2 separate regions of the Mus musculus genome follow, and region 1 is linked to region 2. The links are chromatin contacts, called in public Hi-C maps. All regions are on one chromosome and are shown on one strand. The core of a region is the stretch at or near the end of the contact, and the rest is flanking DNA. Distances in the headings are between cores, read along the strand shown.

What was found. Hi-C and Micro-C count contacts between places; a contact is called where the count stands out from the background.
Region 1: a Hi-C map of the N1E-115 cell line shows a contact between it and region 2, with 10 times the contacts expected there. The contact joins the enhancer-like site here to the promoter of Flnb in region 2. A contact is called at or near these places in 10 of 39 promoter capture datasets (the 3T3-L1 cell line, the C10 cell line, cranial neural crest and 6 more), 13 of 484 Hi-C or Micro-C datasets (B cells, the Ba/F3 cell line, CD4 T cells and 10 more), 5 of 115 datasets of contacts at active chromatin or transcription factors (astrocytes, embryonic basal ganglia, embryonic forebrain and 2 more) and 1 of 9 other capture datasets (liver).

What each region holds. Positions count from the first base shown.
Region 1 is chr14:8,340,939-8,345,502 of GRCm38.p6, forward strand. No RefSeq gene overlaps it. Among named protein-coding and RNA genes, the nearest start is that of 2610318M16Rik, 24 kb to the right of the region's middle. Within about 2 kb of position 2,098, at least 8 of the 459 cell types and tissues checked have an H3K27ac peak or open chromatin away from gene starts, as enhancers often do. A contact at or near this core is called in the N1E-115 cell line, where this site is marked.
Region 2 is chr14:7,815,593-7,820,576 of GRCm38.p6, forward strand. It overlaps Flnb (filamin, beta), which reads left to right and starts at 2,365. Exons shown (of 46, transcript NM_134080.1): 1 at 2,365-2,851. The coding sequence starts at 2,560.

The sequences.
Region 1 (4,564 bases), core at 848-3,347, 530 kb after region 2:
AGACCCATGCCTCACCTACATTTGCTCTTCCATGGTGGGTCCTCATGGAGTTGTGACCTCCCCCGGTCCTGGGGAGCTCAGGGGATGCTTGTCTTCTCTCAGAGTTCCTATCTGAGGTGCTAGGCATAGCGGGATGAGGTGTGGATATGGAGGAATCCTACTAAGGACCCAAAAACCACTGATGTGGGTGCTGGAGAGTAGGAGCCACCAGTGGGCTGTGTGGCCCCGAGTTCCAGGTAGACCCTCTCATCATGGATGGCGATAACTATGGATTCAGCATGGATCAGCTGTGCCTCTTGGGCTCCGAGAGGAAGAAACACTTCATTTTAGTACATCCATCCAATGCAGAAATCAGTCCCATCTTTTTGTTAGCTGTTGGCTTAAGTTGAGGAAAGATTCTGGTAATGTGAACACTTAAAATATGGCTCCCATTCAGTCATCTCTGTAATATCAAGGTATGCCTACCAGGTCAATTTGGAAAGCTTCTGGAATGTTCCAAACAGTGGTCTGAAATATTTGCTTCCATAACTAAAAGCACCTTTATTTGTGCCTTGTACTAATCCTGGTTATGGCCAGGGTATTGACTTTGCAGATTAAAGCTTTCACAGTCCCAGGGAAGCTCACAGTGTGCCCGAGGGAAGCAACACTGCCTGATTTCATCTCCAGCTTCTCAGGGTCTCCGCTCACCCTGTGCCTTGTCCTTGCTTTTCTGTTCTGCCTGGCTATGCTGGATGCAGAGGCCATCATCTTCTCCAGGTGAGCATCGGGAGGAAGGGGTCAATATGCCCCCACCCTTGGAGTAACATCCACACCCAGGAGCCTCAGCCACTCACGCTCTCAAAGCCGTCTCCAGCTCACAGCCAGGATTTGGTATGGAGAGCTGGTCAGGGCTCAAGGCAAAGCCTGAGGTAGTTAATGAATTGAACATAGTTCTAATGACACAGCAAAGCAGGTGCGTAGCCTACACACAAAGGACTATTCTAAACACGTCACCCAGCCCAGTTCCCACAGATGGTCTCTTAGATGGTAACTCCTACACACAAGGAGATGAATGGAAAACTGAACTGATGTGTCCACATCCCTGTATCTGCAGCAGGTTGGTCAGTCTGAAACTGTCATCATGCTTGTTTGTTTGTTTTGTTTTGTTTTGTTTCCATCCGCCTGTGCTGGACACGCCCTTAGCAGCCAGAGAACCTAGGTTATCTCTCACTGCAGAAATGGAGAAATCAGATAAAGGCTTTGCCTTGAACACCAACCAACTCTCCAGAGCCAATCCTGGCTGTGAGTTGGAGACGGCTTTGAGGGCGTGAGTGGCTGAGGTTCCTGGGTGTGGTTAGGCTCTATCTCTGGAGAATCCAATCCCCTAGCCACATGCAGAACTCCAGTATGACACACGGGGGTCCCCACCAATGCCTGGATTGTTTCCATGGCGTGAAGTATGTACCAGGCTTGGGTGGGCTTCAGGGATATGTCCAGGCTCTCCCTGTTCACGCTGATCTGTTTTGCAGCTCATTCTTGTATGCACAAAGGTGGTTTTCAGTGTTGCTCCAAAGCCAGAAGCACTTCAGTCAGGCTGTGGAGCTGCACATTCCTGGGCACCTTAAGGCCCTCTGGGGTGTCCCCAAGGGTCCTAATCTCCCAGCTTCCTGCCTCTCTCTGGAAGGAAAACCAAGGCAACCTGGAAGATGGAGCAGGGCAGAGATGGGGTGGTCACACGGCTGGGGAGAGGCAGTTGAACTCTGGCTGGCTTGGCCACACACTGCTTAGCAGAGAGCCAGCAGTTGAGCTTCCGGGGGGGGGGGGGGGCAGGGTGGGCCTATGGGGGGGTGCCAGTGTCAAGCCAGACAGCCTTATTAATAGGACATCTCTGAAGACAATTGGGTTGGGCTCTTCTAGAGCGGAAACTCTTGAAAGCAGACTATCATTCACTAGGATGGTGCCATGAGACGGCTGGAGGGCAACCGGCTGGGCTCAGGCCAGGAAAATGTCTGGAGGCTGGATTCCAGGCCAGAGGCCAAGTTCTCAAAGTGTCCCTAGCAGCCACTTTCCTTTTCTAACCACTAGGCTCCTCTCTAACACCAGCCTGGGGTAGAGATTAAGGCAGGAGTCACATTGGGATTAAATGCTAGCTCTTCCCTTCACAGCTCTGTAGCCTTGGGGACACCATTTAACTTTTCCTGACACTCAACACTCGTCCCATTCATCCACCAGTTCAGTAGTCGGGTGACCCCATGTAAACCGAAGCCTCCGTTTTACTAAAATGTCGGCTGAATCATGCCACTTCCATGCCACTTATCAGCTTATCCTTTGGGCTGTGACTGAAGCTCAGTTTGGGGTGCACAGAGACCTGGGTTCAGTCGCCAGCACTGACTGAAAGTGGTATGCTGCTGTGTGCTTGCCACCTGAGCACTCAGGAAGTAGAGGCAGAAAAATCAGGTCATGCTGAGTTACATAGTGAGTTCAAGGCCAGCCTGGGCTACATGCGGCTCTTTCTCTAAACCAAAGAAAAATAAGATCATAAACGTTATGATGGGCTGGAGGGGCTACAATGGCCCCATCCTGTAAGGCTGAGGAAGAAGGAGGTATCGATTTGGATAAAGCTTCTTCATAGCAGGGCATTGCTGCCATCGTGCTGATAATAACGATGCTGAATTCTGTGCCCACTGGAGAGTCCCGGGTGTCTAACACCTTAACTCAGTGGCTTTCCAAGATTGGACCAGGGGAAATCCTGCTGCCACCCATTTCCTAGAGACAGAGCCTACATGGAACAGGTTTTATGAAGATTTGGCATTTGGTGGTAGAGGGCCAACTATATAAAACACCTCCACCTCCAAGTTTACCGGGAAGATTGACCACGCCATGTTTGCTTCGAGAACCTTGTTTGCTACTCTCATCCCTCCTGCAACCCCTCAAGACTCTGGTCTACAGTGCCCGTCCTATACCACAGGAACTTGCGTTTGCTGTTCTCACTCTGCCTCTATGCCCACCCACCCCCACTTATCTTTTGGTTCTTGCCTGATTCTTTCCTTTGGACCCCCGACTGTCAGGCATCACCTCCTGAGAGAAGCCTTCTTTGGGCTTCCATGCAAAGTCACCTCCTGGGCTCCCTGGTCAATATTTCCTCATAGCACTTAGCAACTGAAATATTTCTGTGGGCTTTGCGCACCTCTCCAGTCTGGAATGAAGTTGTCATGTCTTGTGTATTAGTTTCTCCCTAGCTTTAGGACAGTGTTGGTCCCATTGCAGTAGCTCAGGTGCCCAATGGTGGTGGAGTTACTGAAACAGTCTAAGTATGGAGTGGGTTCTGCCTCACTCTGTGAAAGAGGTCCCGACAGGGGCTGGGGCAGGTTCAGTAGGGAAAGTGCTTTCTATACAAGAATGAAAACCCAAGCTGGATCCTCTGCACCCGTGTAAAACACTGGGCATGTAACATCTACCTATAAACCAGTGCTGGGATGCAGAGGCAGGGAGAGCCCGGGAGCTGGAGTAGTAAGCTCCTGGCTCAGTGTGATAGCTAATCTTGGTTTTCCACTGGATTACATCTGGAAGTGACTAAAACCTAAGCGGTTAGACACACCTGTGAGGGGTTTTTCTTGATTGGATCATTTGAGGTGGGAAGACACCCATAATCTGGATCATCTGAGGCCAGAAGAGCCACCCTAAATGTGCCTCCCCGCCATTTCAGATGGCAGCCTACCAAAAAGGACGTGGAACAAAGAAGCCTTTTGCTTTTTGCCTGCTTGCCTTCACTCTCGATGACAAGTTCCAGCTGAGATATCCAGCCTCATGGACTGAACAGCTACTAAATTTTTGGTCTTTCCATTGGGAGACAGCCATTGTTGGGTGAGCCAGAACTCAGCTATATTAGGGTTCTCTAGAATAACAGAACTTATGGAACAAATAAATATCTCTCTATAATCAGAAAGGGGATTTGTTAGAATGACTTACAGGCTGTGGTCCAGCTAATCCATTCAGTCCACGAGGCTGGATGTCTTAGTTGGTCTTCAGGAGACAACAGTTTCCTAAGGTAGGCTCTGCTGCCAGTGAAGGAATGGATTTGCTAGTGAGGGTGAGAGCAATCAGGCAAAGAGCAAAAGTTCCTTCTATCTGTCCTTGTGCAGGTTTCTAGCAGTGGGCCTGGCCCAGATTAGACATGAGTTTACCCAGATCAAAGGATTAAAGGTCTGCCTTCCCACCTCAAGATCTGGATTAGAAGTGGATCTATTCACTTCGGGTTAAGCAAAACTCCTTCACAGGTATGCCTCTCCATTTGGGGGTTTTGGATAGTTCTAGATGTAATCAAGTTGACAACCAAGTATTGCCACTATGACAGCCTGCAAGCCACTATAATGACCCCTTTGGTACATATCATTCTATCAGAGATTCATTCCATCACGTCTGTTCCTCTAACCCTAACACAGAGAGACGCTGTCTCAAAAACAAAGTGAACGGTGACATTGGAAATCGTCTTATCAACATCTGGCCTCAATATGCATACATCTGTGGGATGCATATGCACATCACACACACACACACACACACACACACACACACATGCTCACAC
Region 2 (4,984 bases), core at 1,115-3,614:
TTTGAGGCTCACATGAACTATATGAGACCCTGTTTGGGGGAGGGGAGCTGCACACGACTGAGCACACTGCAGAAAAGAAAATACCTCTCCCAGGCTGGCGGGATGGCTCTGCGGGTAAGAGCACTGACTGCTCTTCCAGAGGTCCTGAGTTCAATTCCCAGCAGCCACATGGTGGCTCACAACCATCTCTAATGGGATCTGATGCCCTCTTCTGGTGTGTCTGAAGACAGCTAGTGTACTCATAGACATTAAATAAATAAATATACATACAATAAATAAATCTTGAGAAAAGAAAGAAAATGGGTGTATAAGGACTCTGTCTCGCCAACGTAATGTTGGCTATGAATTTGGTTACTGTTTGCTTATGAATCATCCCAGAGGTATTTTATGCACCGACAGGTAATTATATACACATATACAACCTGTATTTATATAGGACCAGAAGCTTTGCCCTATTGTTCTGTACTCGACTGTACGGTTGCATGGTCTAGTGACACCCTGTAGATAGCTGACGTTTCCCTCCAGGAGGAAGGGGTAAGTGAGCCAAGTTCTGTGTGGCAAAGGTCCCCCCACACCCACTCTCAGGAGTTCAATCTGGAGAGATAATTAGATCTGATGTTATGGACAAGGAAAATGGCAAGCAAACGAAAATGAAGTTAAGGATCCAGGTTCGCTCCCTGGGTGTATAAGGACTCAGAAAGCTAAGTCACTAAGATAAACTGTGAGGTGTTCTCCTAGTATTATTACTGTTTCTTCCATACCAAAGGAAAGTATAAAAGCTGGAATGAGAGCAGACACTGGGAGCCTGAACCAGCAGAGGTCAGTGACAAGAGCTTCCTTATAAGGCAGGAAGGACTGTTGGGCTTTCTAGTATCAATCTCCTTGGATTGATATGTTTGCAGTTAATTGCTTTGTGGAAATGAGTAGAGCAAACACCCCACCCAGGGCAGGGACAGGATGTAGATTCTTCAGGCCTGAAATGTCAGGCTGTAGGTCTCACACGATGGGTGTCCCACACCCCAGTTGATTCTGCATGCAGGATGAAGGCTGCCCCCCTCAGTCTGCAAGCACACATCCATCCATTCACCCACTCACTCATCTGTCGTCTACATCTCATATGGCAATTCTACACCAGGTACTCAGCTGTAGTTGAGATCACTCTAGACCTCTTGCTGGGGTATGCAGACCAGCATGGAACAGATATCATTCATGTCAGACACGTATCTTCAGTTTCTTCGAGACCTTAGATCTCCATCTGCTCCTCGACACTGGGGGGCCAGGGGGGAGACAGCCAAGCTGAGCTGAGGGCTACCAGGCTTGGGATGTGGAGAGAAAGGAACTGAATTCTCAGGCAAAGGGAAGAGAAGAGGGACACCGGTCAGTAGGTGCCATGACCCATTTATCCGGCCCTTTCTTGGCCATCATAGTTAAAAAAAATAAAACATAACAAGATCTTCTGGACTAATCAATTTGCCTAATACAGTCAACAGGGTCTTCAAGAGAGTTCTAGGAAGACCTGACTATGGAGAACTGAGGAGATGACAGGGTGAAAAAGGTATCTGTGCCTTGTTTTACCGGCTTTGAAGACAAGAAAGGCATCGTAAGCCAACACATGCACCTAGCGTCTAGAATCTGGCACGGCAAAGGAGCAGATTATTTCCCAGAAGCTCCAGCAAGAAATGCCTTGGGCCAATGAACCCCAGACGGGACATCTAACTTACTGACATGCAAGACAGGAAATCTGTGTTACACCAGCAAAAAACTTCTAATAGCCATAGAAAACAGTTCGTTTTCACTACTGCTACTCAGATGGACGTGGTATTGGACTTTAAGGCTGAGTTCCTTTTCTTTCTTTCTTTTTTGTTTTGTTTTGTTTTGTTTTTGTTTTTTCGAGACAGGGTTTCTCTGTGTAGCCCTGGCTGTTCTGGAACTCACTCTGGAGACCAGATTGGCCTCGAACTCAGAAATCCGCCTGCCTCGGCCTCCCAAGTGCTGGGATTAAAGGCATGCGCCACCACGCCCAGCTCTGAGTTCCTTTTCATTTAGAAATCAACGTGTCTAATTTACGTGCAGACTCTGAGAAAAACACTTTCCTCTCACTGAACCTATAGATGGGTGGCATATTCCCTCTTGACGCAACCATTCCTTCTAGGCTAGTCCCCCGCCTCCTCGTGTGCCCTTATTCTAGGCCTTTCCCAAGTTACTTTCTCCTTGCTGGGCAGTACATCAGGTTGGGGATACTTAGGAAGCACCACCCCACCCTACCCTCCGGCGTAATGCAGGCTTTGGACCGTAGAGGGCGAGCGCAGCTAAGGAGTTCGCTTCTATAGGGTAGAAACGGGGCGGAGCCTCGGGGGCGGGGCGGCGTAGCGCGCAGGCGCCAGGCCAGGCTACTTCGCGCCCGGGGACGGACGAAGGCAGTCCTGATCCTGTTGCGGCTAGTATAGCAGCGCTTTCTAACCCTCTCCCCACTTGCCTCAGTTCCCCTTCCCCGGGCCCTTGGGGCTTTTCATCTCAGTCCCTGCAGCTCGTTGTTTCCGCGTACTCTCTGCCTCCAGGATGCCGGTGACGGAGAAAGACCTGGCGGAGGACGCGCCGTGGAAGAAGATTCAGCAGAACACGTTCACGCGCTGGTGCAACGAGCACCTCAAGTGTGTGAATAAACGCATCGGGAACCTGCAGACCGACCTGAGCGACGGGCTACGGCTCATCGCGCTGCTCGAGGTGCTCAGCCAGAAGCGCATGCACCACAAGTACCATCAGCGGCCCACCTTCAGACAGATGAAGCTGGAGAATGTGTCTGTGGCTCTGGAGTTCCTAGACCACGAAAGCATTAAGCTCGTGTCCATTGGTGAGTGTTGTGGCCAGGCCCTAAATTTGCAGTAATCGGGGGGTATCCGGCAGCGCGCCCCACTGCGCATCGCTTCCCGGGTGTGAGGGAGGGGGAGATGGTCCTGGGATGAGGACCTAGGAACATAGGCCTTTCCGCGGTGCCATCTGTGGGCTGGGACCTGGCGTGATTGCTCGACACGGTGCTCCTGGCGGTGCCGCTGCAGTGTTGGGGTGGGTTAAGCACTCAGACCTTCCAGTCACACCTGGAATTTAATTTGCGGGAACTCCTGGGATTGCTGGGGAAATCGTCTGCTGACCCTAATGACAACGCCGTGGACTCAAGTACCAAATCCCTACTTTACGCTAGCCAGGTGCGCCTAGAGCTGAGTGACCCGCCCGGCTGAAAGGGCGTTGGCTTCGAGTCTGGGCGTGGAGACCTAGGACGCGACCGCGACCGCTCTCTTGCTTAGGATCTCACCACCTAGGTGGAGACGAGGACCTGAGACCCTCCCCTTCTTAGACCGGAATGGGTGTGGGCTCTGAGGTTGGAAGGGGCGTCACAGGGGAATGTCCTCACTTCCTAGCTCTGGCTCAGCGCTGGCCGGTTCCTTCAGGTTGAGATAATTTAGTGGTTGATAATAATTAATGTGTGTAGAAAAGGGCTTGACTGGCGCTGGCTGTGTGGCTCTCTGAGTTATTGACGTCCGGTGGCCTGAGATGTTCTTAGGCCCATTTTACAGAAGAGGGGACGTTTACCGGGCTAATTGACGTTCCCAGGGCCACCTCCAATGTGGTCCAACTTAGAAGTAAAGCAGTCCCCACCCCCTTTTCCTGGGTCTTCCTGAGAGAGTTTGAGTCCTGCTTTTTTCCTCCCGCCTTGGGTGAGAGAATTAAGACCTCGAGTACTTTAGGCTTCTAAAGAGAAAACAGGGCTCTTGAGAATGTGTTTTGTGATGGACAAGGGAGGTGTGTATTATGCCCGGGCTCACTTGTTTGCCCCCGTAGGCATTCGTGTGTGCACATATAGCATCTATTTATGAAAGTTTTTTTTTTCCGTACACAGTGGGTGTGCAAAGTATTATGTAGAGGATGTGTGCACTTCGTGAAAGGGATTCTTAGGGCTGAGGTTTCTTCCTGAGGAAGCAAGGCCATTCTAGTGACTCCAGTGACAGAAAGGAAGGAAGGTGGGTGTGGCTTCTGGGACTTTCTCTAGTGGAAAGGGGTTCCCTCTGGACTGAGCCTCCTCCTGGCCTCGCCCTGGACTTTCCCCACACCTGTGCTGGCAGGTAGATGCGCTTGCTACTTCCTGGGGCCAGGCCGCTAGCTACCAGCCTGCCTCCCAGCAAGCTCTCCCTCCCAGGGGTGGGTTCTCAGTGGAGGAAGCTGCCAGGGGTGCATCACATGGGGGGTGGGCATCTCTTTTATTGAGGAGGGAGGACCTCAGAATTCTACAGGAACTCTACTTTCCTATGAAGAGTGATTTTCAAAGCCTGCCTGGCTGAGCTGGACTTGCCTTCATCCATTGTTTTAAATGCTATATGTATTTCATTAACTCAACAAAGAAAATTAAATTAAACCAGGAGTTAAACCTGACAGAACTGCTTTTAGAAGAAGAAGAAGGAGAAGGAGGAGGAAGAGGAGGAGGAGGAGGAGGAGGAGGAGGAAGAGGAAGAGGAGGAGGAGAAGGAGAAGGAGAAAAGAAAGAAAAGAAATCACAGCCCCAGAAAATCAAGGACTTCCTAATTGACTAGCTGTTTACTCGTGGGCTGCTGCTCCCAGCCATGCTCCTCCAAGCTTGTGGGTCTCATTCTGGCCTTGCCTGGTGGTCCCTCACAGTTTTCTAATTGGTCCTCATGATTTCCACTCGAACCTGCTGAGGCCTGAGCCCCCCATTGCCTAACATCTCACAGTTATCTTCCATTCATCTGTTACCCATGGCCAGCTGTGTCAGTAGTCCTTCACAAGTTGTACTGTTTGATTTGTCTCTTTAAAATACTTCTTGGATCATATTCCCCAGAGTAGTATTCCTAGGTTAGAGGGTGTGACCACATACAACTCCTCCCTAGCCTCCCTATTGCTTTCCAGAAAGATCTCTCAGCAAACAGGTTTTCCAGCCTCTGGAGACCTATCCATCTTGCCAGGGGCCCAGACT